Linked DNA regions of Gossypium hirsutum: region 1 is linked to region 2. The links are chromatin contacts, called in public Hi-C maps. All regions are on one chromosome and are shown on one strand. Each heading gives the region's core, a stretch centred on a gene start, on an enhancer-like site or on the middle of the called end of the contact. The rest is flanking DNA. Distances are from core to core; before and after follow the strand shown.

What was found. Hi-C and Micro-C count contacts between places; a contact is called where the count stands out from the background.
Region 1: a Hi-C map of leaf shows a contact between it and region 2, with 2.3 times the contacts expected there. The contact joins the promoter of LOC107918136 here to the enhancer-like site in region 2. A contact is called at or near these places in 16 of 34 Hi-C or Micro-C datasets (callus, cotyledon, fibers and 4 more).

Annotation. Positions count from the first base shown.
Region 1 is chrA01:40,907,261-40,913,642 of Gossypium_hirsutum_v2.1, forward strand. It overlaps LOC107918136 (probable galactinol--sucrose galactosyltransferase 2), which reads left to right and starts at 3,975. Exons shown (of 14, transcript XM_016847667.2): 1 at 3,975-4,205; 2 at 5,899-6,112. The coding sequence starts at 5,922.
Region 2 is chrA01:40,823,966-40,831,153 of Gossypium_hirsutum_v2.1, forward strand. No RefSeq gene overlaps it. Among protein-coding and RNA genes, the nearest start is that of LOC107921968, 13 kb to the left of the region's middle. Within about 2 kb of position 2,621, at least 1 of the 9 cell types and tissues checked has an H3K27ac peak or open chromatin away from gene starts, as enhancers often do. A contact at or near this core is called in leaf, where this site is marked.

The DNA.
Region 1 (6,382 bases), core at 2,725-5,224, 85 kb after region 2:
GTTCTAGTTTCTATCTTGGGCAACTAGAATAAATAGGATCTACGTGTATTTTTCGTATAGCTAGGTTTCATCAACATGCATAAGCCACTTGCAGTGGGAAAATGTCTACACACATGGATTGAACGTCTAGAACATTTGATGAAAAATTATTCTTCCCGGTTGAAGTTGGTTGTCCAGGGTGCAATAAGATCATGTCTACAACTCAATGACAGTCTGTGGCACAAACTCTTGCGTAGCAATTATCCACCCCTATAGTTCATTGTATGACGCATCCCAATCTTCGTACAATTGCTCTATAACCATTTGTTTTAACTATCTATACTTTTTGGTATGGCACACGATATTAGAATCGTTCTTGCATTTCAGCAATCAGTATCAAAACATGAATGGTTAACATGTCCTTCACTATTTGCATGATGTAGTTGCAAATAGTTTTGGCATCAAGTTTGCGGTGATTTTGCATCATGTGTAGAAGTGCATGTGTGAGGTCTAACAAATTTTCAGATGTCCTGGTATTGCTACATTTGGATAAATGTGGCTCGTACTCACCAATTGCACCATTCTATCAATCTCAAACACTCTCCAACATACAATGTCGGTTTAAACACGACGACTTTATAATCAACCGACATATTCATACTATACCGCTTAATGGAAAATACACAGTTGATAATGCTCTAGAATAATGTATTTTTATGTATTAATCATGTGTTTATTCTGGGCTTGATCCTACTAATTTGAGCTATTTATGTCTTTTTATCGATTAGGGACTGATTTAAAGGCAAAAGCAAAATTAAGGGACAAAAGTACGAATTTGGAGACACAATGAGCTGATATGCGACGCAGGAAAAAGATTGTGCCAAAAGTGCAAGCATGGAAGACACAAGGACTAAAAACGCAAAAAGAAGAGATTTTATTTTATAAGACTCCATTTTATTATGATAATTAATATTAAGATAATTATTAGGATTATTTAATTTTAGGATTTTATTTTAATTATCTTTAATTAATTGTATTTATCTTTTTAGAATTTAAGTTAAATTAGACTATCTCTCTAGCACTATAAATAGGGGGTGAAGTGACTCTATTGGGTGTTCATCTTTTTCTGTAAACACTCCCCCCTGAAAGTCTAGGCTTTTGTTTCTTCATATTTTCTTTCAATAAAATCCCCTTTTCCATTTTTATATTTATTTTCTTTTCCACCATTATCATGAGCCACTAAAACCTATCTAGCCGAAAGTTGTCAATATTCCCCAAAAAGGGTTCTTGAGGCCTAGAATCCGTACTTAGCCTTCTCGCCAAGTATTCATCGTTTCTCCGCACTACGGGCTGACGCTTCCGTCCATGGCCCTTAAGAAGTAAGCTTTTCAGCATATGCAAAGGCGGCCGCTTTGTATGTTTTGGAAGGATTACACAGTCGGTTCGTTAACTTACTGCGTCAGAGGTTGGCAAGCCAAAGAGACAAAATGGCGTGGGATTCGCCATTGAGAAGCATTGATCTAACATAGATTACTAGCTAGAGTCAGGTTCCCTAAAAATCGTAAGTCTAATCTTTGGAGCTGGTGGTCGTAGGCGTCCTCTTCCACTATAACTGGCTTACTTGAGTTGAGAAGGGTTATTTAAAAGCTGAGGATTGAACCCAAGGCGGAATGAGACAACTGGAGGCTGGAATCTACCAATAAGAATTTCTTTTCCTTTAACTCTCTTTATTATTTTTATATATTCTCCATCTCAATTTCCGTCATTTATTTAATTTTGCAATTTCAATTTAATTTAAATACTATTTTTATTTTTCCAAATCGAAATTCTTAATTCTATTTTTTTAATTTTTTCAGGAACGCAAGTTTCTTGGCCAAGAAATTGTCTAAGATTTCAAGAAACGAGCATTCGTACAATCCGGTCCCTGAGGATTCGACCTTACTTCCCATTTACTGTTATTTTTATTATTTTACAGGGAATAGGATATTTTTGGTGCTCTCAACGACCGCATCAACAGTCTTCCTTAGTTGTAAATTTTTGGCCTACAAACAACTCCTCACATTCAAGATTTATGGCCAATCGGCAGGCAGGTAATATATCGGGGTACTCCGAAAACTTAAATGTATACGCCACATTAGGATTTACGGTCGACATGTGGGCCCTAGGATCATTGTGCATGACAATGCCTCAACTTGGGTTCCTGGTTGAAGAAGCGTAAATAGTTCTATCATCATTCATGCCTTCACCGTCGATATCATCCGGGACCTCGTCTAAATCGGGATCACTATAATCTTCAGCCTCTTAATCAGAAGGACTATTATTATCACGTCCATCTTCACCATTTGCATCGGTCTCAATTACTGGCGAATGTATTTGTAAACGGAGACCTGGGTTAAGGTTCTCAAACACATATGGAGAATTAATATTGATGTCAAACATGCATATAGTCGTTCGCCTATCAACGGACGTTCTCGGAACCTCCATACACGGATCTTTAAACTTCATGTTCTTCACTTAATGAAGTGAAATCTTCACTTGGCTCTACATCAGCTAACTTAGCAAACAACTGAACCAATTCAGTGTGGCCACTCTGATTCTGGTAATAAAGTGCGACTATTGTCTCTATGTCTTCATTGTCTATAAATCCCATCAGTCTACAAATTCCATCTCGGTGAATTTGATGGGATTTGTCGAAACTGGGACTTTGTAGAATAGTTTCGAGATTCTCTTCCCACAATGTTTAATAATTTTTGAACTGATCCTTTCTTTCATATTATCAATCGACACATTTTTATTAAATCTCATAGCTATTTGTTGGTGAAATTCAAATATAAAACCAAATGTTGTTAAAATTACTCTATCGAAATAAACGCAAATTGATTATCCATCTTCAATATAAATATGTAAAAATATTTAAACATAATTAAATTTCTCAATATTTTTTTCAAAAACAAAACAAGATTCTACTATAAAAAATATAATAACAAAAATTAATCACTGTACAAACCTTACAAATCTTTCTGACTTCTCTTCTTTGTTTTCTCCTCTTCTACAAAAAAAATTTCCTTGTCTTTCTTCTTATTTGTTAGCTGCTACAACCATTCAACCAAACACAAAAAACACTAAAACAATTCAACAAATCAAAACACAAAAATTTTTACAACGCTTCATACAAATTACTATAACCGTTCAACTCAAATATATAAGGGTTTCGTGCCGCTTGACAACCTTCCTCCCCCAACTGGTGCCGGCTGTCACATGCCCTCCAAGCTTGGTGCCGCCAGTTTAGTACCCTTCACCCCTTTTTACCCGTATTTTGTTCAATAGTTTTTTCTGTATACTAATGTTGCCGTAGAACGTCTCTTCACAATTAAAAAATTATTTTTTAAAACATATCATGAGCTAAAGATGAATGTATTATAATTGAGCAGAAAAAAAGGGCGATGCTGCCACCCCTTTCAGTCCACCTCTTAGCATTGTTAATTTCACCCATTTTGGTAAATAATGTCACTGAGATATTATTTTAGTATTTAATTAGTTTTTAGTATTATCAAGGTAACCATTACTAGCATTAAATAAATAAATTATCCTTTGAATGATTGAATTGCTTAGTAAATTGAAAAAAAAATAGAAATAAATTAAAATATTAACAAAAACAAGTAACATACGGATCCACAAATATTCAGATTCATGTTTTAATAGAAATTACAAGCCCCTTTCATTTCCACCGCTGTTTAAATTTACAATTCAGAGATGCCTTCTGTCACTCAGTCACGGATTGCTCAGCAACAGTAAGCAATAAACCCTAACCCAAAATATCTAATATGTTTATTATTATTTTATTCATTAAAAAAAATTGTAGAACAAAAACAAAACGTTTCTAAAAGAATAGCAATAATAGAATATAAAATTCCACGTGGCAGTACACCAATGATCCCGTAATAGAAGTTGCTCGATATTTAACCCCCAGAAATTGTGGCTATAAAAACCCAGCTTCTTCACCCTCATTACTCGCATCCGTTGTCTGAAAGAGGAAAACAAAGCCATTTTTAGTGGTTTCGCTCTCTCTCCCTCTCTCTAGAGAAGAGGCATTCCCTTTGTCGGAGTGCGCTTCTGCTGAGTGTTTCTTTCGTTTTCTTTTGTTTTAAGTTTTGGAGTCAAGAGTGTTTCAAGCTTCTTAGTCCTATTGGCTGCTTAACGACCTAAGCTAGCCCCGCCGGATATAGGTGAGTTCATTTTGGGGTTCTCAGCCGTCAACTGTGAAATTAAATAGTGGTTTATGGTGGATTCTCTTTTTAGAGTAACATTTGTTTCCCTTTTGGATGACTTGTTGTTGGTTCCCTGGTGATGATGAAATGGGACGTGATTTGGATTTGGATTTTGGAGTTTCTATGATCTAAAATCTTTTGGAACTTTTTGTTTGTTAAATTTGAAAGTTTTATGGATTTGTTATTTAAATTGTATTTTACTTTATTTCATTTTTTTTAAGTCCTGTTTTTCCTCTCTGCGATTTGTTTCTGGTTTCGTGGTGATCATGATCATGAAATGAGACGTGCTTTGGAGTTTTTATGATCTGATTTTTTTTTAAATTTCCTGTTTGTTAATTCTGAGATTTTGATCGATTTATAAAGCTTCTGCTTTCCATGACTATGGATTATGGTATGGAGTAGATCTGCGCTTGACGAAGAACGTAATTATAACAATAAAATCTTATTTACGTAAGAGTTAAGATCACGACGATAAATCCCTCGAATTACATGGTTATGAATTATGATTTTGCTCTTACGGTGACAGATAATTTTTTTTAATAAATATCTGTTTAATTGAAAATTCATCGTCGTTTAAAATTTTGCCAACTTTTTATAATCCTCTGTTTAACTAAAAGAAGTTCGTGTTTTCTTTTTCACGTTTTTTCTTCTGCTGTATTAATCGTGAAGGTCTTTTAGATTATTGGACCTGCTTTTCTCGTGTATCCGTCCAAACTTGCTCTAACTCTAAGCATACACTTTTTCTTTTCTTTTCTTTTTTTCTTAGAAAAAAAAAATTTCTGAAAGTGAAAAATTAAGAATTTATTTATTTTTCTAATAAAAAGAGGAGCTTTGTTTATAGTCTGAACAGATCATTGTGGTCCGCCGGCGGCCTTCTCTTTTTCATATTTATTTTTTTCCGTTGATGATCTTCAAGTAAACCATCTGAAAGTTACTTGATTATAAAAGATAGTTCGTATATTCCTTCAAAAAAAAAAAAAACCAAAAAGTAGCTTACAATCCCAATTTAGCGACGAACTGTAGCTTAAATCACGGTAAATAAATAAATTTGAACAGTTGCTCTCTTTTTTCATTCATACCTTGACCATTCCAGATTTTTCTTCATGGACATAATATTTTATCCCAATAAACAAAAAAAAAAAACAGAGCTGGTTTTCTGTCTCGATAAATTAAAAATGCTTTTTAATATTTTACACAATTTTTTCTTTTTCAGAAATTTTTTTTCGTTCTTTATAAGTTTTGGGTGGGTTCAAAATTCCATGATTGTTCAGCGGATAGGTGAGAAAATGTTAAGCACAACATCAGTGAAGCAATTGGGGTGGTTTCTTCCTTCTGGAAAATCTCATGGCACTGGAAATGTTCCTTACAAAAGCCTAAACTTTCCAAGATATTTTAAACCCATTGGTCAAAATTTTAGACTCTACCCCTTACCCATTTTTATTTTGCTATATTCGTCTTCTGCAAATAGGTGGTCTTTAAATTTTTGTTTTTGTTATCTAGTATAATTCTTAATTGTTTTTATCGAAACTCTGTTTCTGAATTTAATGTAAACATCTTTTAACTTTTTGCCTTTTTTTTTTGTTCTTATATATATATATATATATCTGTTCCGTGAGTTGTCATTGATGTCGTTTGTTGTGTTGTCTGACAGTTATCAGGTGCTCATCATAAAAAATGACTGTCACGCCAGGAATTTCCATCAACGATGGGAACCTTGTGGTTCATGGGAAGACCATCCTCACTGGAATGCCTGGCAACATTGTTTTGACCCCAGGATCCGGTGTCGGGCTTGTTGCTGGTGCTTTTATAGGTGCTACTGCTTCGGATAGCAAAAGCCTTCATGTCTTTCCAATAGGTGTTTTAGAGTAAGCACATTCTCCTTTGAAAACTCTTTTATCCTCCAATTTTGACATTCATATACCTTCTTTTTCTTAACTAGAATTGATGTTATTTCATCATGTTCTGTTTGGTGATTGCATCATTGTGTGAGAATTTATTTATGGATTGGGAGTTTGAGATTTAGCAAATCAATGGATTTTCATTTTATAATTTCGTTGTTTCATTTAAAAAAAAAATTTAACAGATAGCATTAGCTATAAAGTACTATTAGTTGTCAAGAAAGAGATGGTTGGTTC
Region 2 (7,188 bases), core at 1,371-3,870:
CCTCCAACACCGGTTCCACACATCTTCCTTGAAGTTTTCAGCTAGCAACGTAACACTAAAACATGAAGATTAAAACTCAATAATTAAAATGCTTAATATGCATCCAAAATAACATGAATGGAATGCTAAAATGTGAAAAATCCTAAATCATTAAGAAACACTCCTCAAATCAATGATTTTACAATAAAACCAGCTAAATTTAAGTGTGAAATGGGTTCAAAAGCATATATCAACTAGTGATAAAGTGAATAATTTCTCAAACTATTTGTAATATTTTTCGCCTTATGCTACTTATGTTCTTATTTATATTGTTTATATTTATATTTTATTTATTATTAATTTAGGGAATAGTTGGAAAAAATGAGCTTAAAATTTATTTTTGTCAAGTTTTTGCATATTCGACTTTCAACACAGTGCAGCGTCAATATTTTGTCTATAACTTGAATTACAAACCTCCATTTTGGGCCCATAATATATTAATTCAAAGGGAATTGAAATATCTAACTAAAATTATTTCATAACTCAAGCCCAAAAACATCAAGAAGGTGTCTAAAAATGGTGGAAGTTTGACGCGAAAATTGCCAAGAAACCAAGAAAATTTCTGCGGTATTTAATTAAGGACACTTTTGTATTTTATCCATTATACTATTTTTGTCCAACAAATAGACATTATTAGGTTAAAAAATGAGGGAATAAGACATAGCCATATTAATTTTAATTTATTCTTGCATTTTATTTTTTTTATGGGTTTCTAAACTATAAAGTTTTTGAGATCCAATTATTCTTAATCTTTTATTAATTTTTTAGTATTTTTCATGTCTTTTGCTTGAATTAAAATTGTGCAGGTTTGTTAAATATTCTATCAGCATTTATAGCTTAGAATGATTACATTGTCAATTAGAAATTTAATCAATTGACTGATTCTAAAATTTATGACAAATTGCGTAATTGTTAATGAGTGTGGGCATACGAATTAGCTTAAATAAATTATGATTGCATGCTTGTTTGTTAGAATTGGGTATATTTCGTTGTTAATGCTATTGATAGATTAAACCTTAAGCGATCGTTATAGGATTGTTTGTCAATTAGGGAAATAATTAATGGCAATTGTCTTGATTATCGAGAAGGTAAGAAAATACTAAGTTGTTAGTTGATCGCAGACAATTACAATCAATTTATTAAAGAACATTGAATATTATATTTTACATCAATGATCAAACCCTTAAATCAAACGGAGATTTTACTTTAACTAGAGTTTCATCGTATTAATTTTCTCTAAACTTTTAATTATCACTTTCTTTACTAAATTTTAAATTTAGTTTTCTCTTTAATTTTAAGTTTCTTTAAAAAAAACCTCCTTTTTATTTATTTTAATTAATGGAATAAAATTACTATTGATGTTTGTGGATTCAACCCTTCTCACTAATTACAATTATTTATTTATTTAAGTAGGCTTTATTTTTGTAAGCCCCGACGGCCTATCAAAATTTGACAACGTTGCTGAGGATTGATGTGAATATATATTTTTTTTTTTAGGTTTTGTTTATCTTTATGCCCCAATCTTCTCATATAGGTGACCTCGTGTACGATCCGAAGATTGAAAGAAGTGCAAGAAAATTAAGACGAGAAACTAGAATGAATCGAAACCCATTGTTTGCTGCAATTGAATCAGATAGCAACAGCTAGTCGTCATCTAGAAAAATCAAGATCAGTGAAATAAAAGGAGTTATGATTGATACTGGAACTTTATGAGAGTTAGCTGCACGAGAACTAAATCATCAATCATTTTACATTCAGCATCTTTTTGAACTGAAATATGGTTTAATTCCTACTTTTCATGGTTTTCAAACAAAGATCCTCAAGCACCTAAAGAAGTTCCATGTCATGTGCTCTACTATGAAACAGGCGTTACATTGAAAGCTTTTTCGTTTTCATTACAAAAGATTGACTCCTATATACCAAACTTTTCTTAAGACGAGCAAGGGTTTTCAAGCTTGGCCGGCTACCAACTCTTGGACATACTGTATATAGTCAGTTTTAGCTACATTGAAACTAGGAAAGCAATACTAAAAATGGCAAATCCAAGTTAAATGCATCGAACCCTTCAAATAGATATTCAATTTTTAAAAAATTACTACCGAATTTAATTTTTAATTCTTAATTTTAAAATTTAAAATTTAAAATTTTAAATTATAATATTTTTTAGAGAAGTGGACATTTTTATTGCAAATATATATATACTTAAAGAGTACTATTAGGTGAAATATTTTAATTTCACAAGTTGAAATTAAAAAAAGTCATTATATATCGTATTTATTTTTATTTTAAAAATACTAATTAAAAATAAATAATATTTTTTTAATTTTATTATGAAATTTTATATAACTATTATTCCAACCCAAACTATTTAAAAAAAAAGTTTTCAGCTATGAAATTAATTTCATTGTTGATAATTATAATATTATGATAGTGATTGGACGGTAGATCTTGGCTTTGTCTGATTATGTCAAAACAAAGAAGGTTGTGGCTTTTGCACATTCCATTTGGAATTGGATGAATGAATATAGTCAGTGCAGTGCATGACCAAATTGTGATGAAAAAGAAAAAGAATTGCTTATCCGTATTGCACACATGGAGTAATCAAATTGGACCACATTTTACATAACATAATCTACGCTTTCTCAATTTCCATATGCAAACAATTTTAATTTGCTTTCTAAATTTCAATCTTATTCATTGTTATTTAATTATACAGAAAATGACAAATTTAGGTAAAACTAACACATATTTATGGGTGTCAACTTATCTCATTAATGTTAGAATACTATATATACAATCTATTGTTTAATCATTTATTGATGATGAATGATTTTTATATCGATAATTGTTGAGATATTTCCCTTAAAGTTTTTACATTTTTTTTGTTATGGATACAAATTTAGCTTGATGTAATAAGAATTTAATATTTATGGGTATTGAGTTCAGGTCTTTTATAACACATTGAATTAGCCACCTATGGATATCAAGATCATGTTATTTTTAAGTTGTTGATCCATTTCCCCTTTCTTATAAGTTTTACAATTTATTAAATCAAAATTAATTTAAAAAAATTATCCCAAAATTCTCTCAAACATCTACAAACCTTAAGCCATTCAAAATACTATTCAAATTTCTACAAGTCACTTTTATCATGTTAGTGTTTTTTTTTTAGTCATAATTCATGAATTAGTGTTAGTAAAGTTGTCATTTGTTTTTTTGTCCATTATTATTGTGTTTAACAATTACTGACAATAAATTTAAAACTGTTTTTAATCAATGTTGTATTCTTATTATTGTCGCAATTATTGAATATGTTCTACAAGTGGTATAAGTTGTGTTATTATTTTTATTGTCATTGTAGTAAGTGTTAATTTTTTGTATTGGCTTAATTTACTATTTAACTTTTGAAGTGTACTTATTTTCTCATTTTGGTACCTAAATTTTTCATGACCCAATTTGATACTTAAAGTATGTATTTCTTATCTTCTTAGTCCATTTTGTAATGAACTTTAATAATAAAAAAATTGTAACACAACTTTGACAAAAAAAAATCACGTGACATGTTTTAGCCAATAAAAAAAAGTGACACATGACATTCTCTTATAAAATGTATAAATTTTATTTTATTAAATATATAAAGCTTAAGTTTCTAAAAACAATTGAAATAAAGATATAAAAATTCATAAAAATATCTATCTATAAAATCTAAAAAATATATAAATTACAAAAATTATACAAAGACATATTTTTTAACTCTACATCAAATTAGAATAATTGATATATATATTTTAAAAATAATTAAAAATTTGTTTAAATTCTTTTTCTTTTTGCTTTTTTTGACTTAAAAATATATATACTAAATTAAATTAACAAAATTTCTTTTTTTTTTCACGTCTTCTTTTTCTCTTCCCTCTTCCATTTTCTCTAGACCTGATCATGGGTTAAGTCATTCGTTCAGACCCAAATGCCCGCCTGTAAAATTAATAATTTTTTTAAACAAAATTAATGATTAATTCAAACCTTTGTTTAAAATTTAGAAAGAAGCATCATTGCCTGCTTTCATCAGTTGTCCCCATCGATACATTAATTTCTTAACCGTTTTATTAGTAAATATTCACTAAAAAATCATACCTATTTCTCATGTTAGTATTTAAAAACTCTTTTTAGGGAGCATTAATATAAATACTTACATTCATAGAATCAAATAAAATCCACACATGGCATAGAATCAAATCAATATAAAGCACAACGGACATATATACAAGAGAGAGAAGAATTGAATAAAACCCATACATGACATACACACAAGATAGGGAAGAACGGGATAAAACCCACACATAGCATATACACAAGATAGGAAAGAATTGGATAAAATCCATACATGACATACACACAAGATAGGGAAGAACTCGATAAAACTCACACATATCATACGTACAAGATGTGGAAGAACGGGATAAAATTCACACATTGCATACACATAAGATGGGATTAGGGACCCACACGTGCGTAGTTGCACATGGAAGGACCCAAACGTAGATACTCAGGGCCTCAGCTTTTGCCAACAATGCCAAGGCTTTATTGACATATTTAAAGCTTTTTTAAACTATCAGTTTTGTTTCAATTTACCCAAAAACAATATCAGGAAATAAAAACATGACACGTAGCGTGTTCTATTAGATATTGTACACCTTTTTATACAATGAAACAAAATTAATAATCTAAGTACCACTATTTGAAAGCTTTAAGAATCAATATGAGAGTGGTTTTGTCTTGTATAGAGTGGTGGTTAAAGTTTTTTTTATTAGATACCCATTTGGCTTGGATTCAAACTGCATTACCCCACCCCCACTCCTAATATTATATAAAAAAAAGTACCAATGTGAGAGTGGAAATATAGTTTAAATGTGAATTTGCTAATTTCTCAAAACAAAATGTGAATTTAATAATAAAACCTTATCTTAACTATAACTAGTATGATTCTCTCGCTTTGCGTTAGGTTGATTATTTATTTGTGTCAAATTATTGAGATCAAATTTGAAGTTTAAAATATATTATGATCCTACTTTTAGTTTCAAAATTTTAGACCCTCTACTTTTTGGATTTAAAAATTTAGATCCGATTGTTACCATGGTTAAAATTCTTCTATTAAATTCGCTGATATGACATTTTAAAATTTTAAAAAAATCACTTTGTAATTATGTAACAATAAAAATAATATTGAAAATGTTTTTATGAATTTTTTTCTCTTAAAAACATTTATTCGAATTCATCATAATAAATTTTTTTTGTTGAAATATTGTTCCTAAGTAAAATTAACATTGATAATTTTATTGAAACAATTAATAATATTAAATATTTAGACTAACTATTTTATTGAAATAGTTAATAATATTAAATATTTAGACTAACTAATGACATTATAAGAGTGGAAAGATCAAATTATATCAAAAAAAATAATGTATTAGATTAAATATCAAGTTTCAACATAATATATAGCTAAAACTGAAGTTTGACCATTGTCTTATAATGTCAAAAAAAAAATGTAACAAGGCAAACCTAAAAGAAATAGAAAGCTACATATCTATCTATAAGACCCTTAGGGCATTCAAGTTATATATAACCAAATAATATTTTAATAAATAAATTAATGATATTAATTATTTAGACTAATTAATAACAATATAAAAATACAAGAACCGAATTACATTAGAAATTAAAGTTTATCACTTGAATCTCAAATTTAAGCATAATAGAGAGATCTAAATAAAAATTTAATCATTTTGGTAAAATGACTAAAAGAGTATAAGGGAGCATAATTTGGGTGTGCCAAGTAAACAATATAAGAAAAAATAGGGATCAAATTATATAAATGCAAATATAAATATTAAATCTTAATTATAAGCATAATAGAGTGAGCAAAAATGATATTTATCAATTTCATATAATAAAAACCTCCACAATGTGAAGAAGGAAGGTAGATATAGGTTTAGTTACGTGCAACATTTAAGAATAGCATAGAATAGCATTTGTAGGTATCGATGAATAAATATTAACGGCACATTTGATTTATTGAAATAAAATAGAATTGTAATAAAATAATTATTTTAAAGCTGTGATAAAATTAAATAGGTATCATAATAATTTGTTTGAATGAAATGGAATGAGTATTACAATAGTACTTATGCGTTTGGTTGGAAGGAACAAATATGTAATAATAATAAAAAAATTACTCAAATGACAAATATGTCCTTTAATAAATTAAATTATTTGATTTGTTAGATGAATAATATTAAGGAATAGATAAACAATAAATATAAAATGATATTATTACCCTTAAACTAGATAAATATTATTTATTTTATTAATACATATTTTGTATATCTAAATTAATTAAATTTAATAATAAAATAAGAATATTATGATAAAAAATAGGGTAAACTACAAAAATAGACACTTTTGTTTGTTTCAGGTTACATTTAGTCACTTATGTTTGAAATGTTACGTTTTAGTCACTTATGTTATTATTTTGTTACGAAGTGATCACTCTCCCGTTAAGTTCCGTTATCTCCCTAATGGTAATCCTATGTGGCAGCCTAACTAGATTTTAAGTGCCAACTTGGATTTCCTAATGGGATGTGAATAGATTTTTTATTAAATAAATTTAATTAATTAAAAATTTTAAACCCTAAATCTTAGTTAAAAAACCGTTCATCTCCCTTTTTTTTAGTTTTCTTTTTCAATTGACTAAAAAAGCTATTTTCATCAAAATTTTGCATTCACCTACAAAACAAAAGAGGATTCAATGGAGAGTCTAGGTATGTCTTCTTCACCGACAAATTTATGTTCTAAAACTTAAAATGAAGTAGTTGTCGACGAATAAGAAGATGGTAATCGTTTTTGTTCCTAATCATTTTATTTTCCAATTCTTCACTTTCTTGAATAATTAGTGTCTCAATCCGATTTTTTTATCTAAATCGGCTTGTTTGTTCACATCCCTTTGTGGGTATCCCTTTTTTTAATCTGAAATTCTTTTAATTGTTAATATTTATATCAAGAATTTTAATTTAGGGTTTTCATTAAATAATAAAAAATCCAATCTTTTATTTTTCAGTATTGAATAAAAGAGATAGATGAATGCAAAGAAGA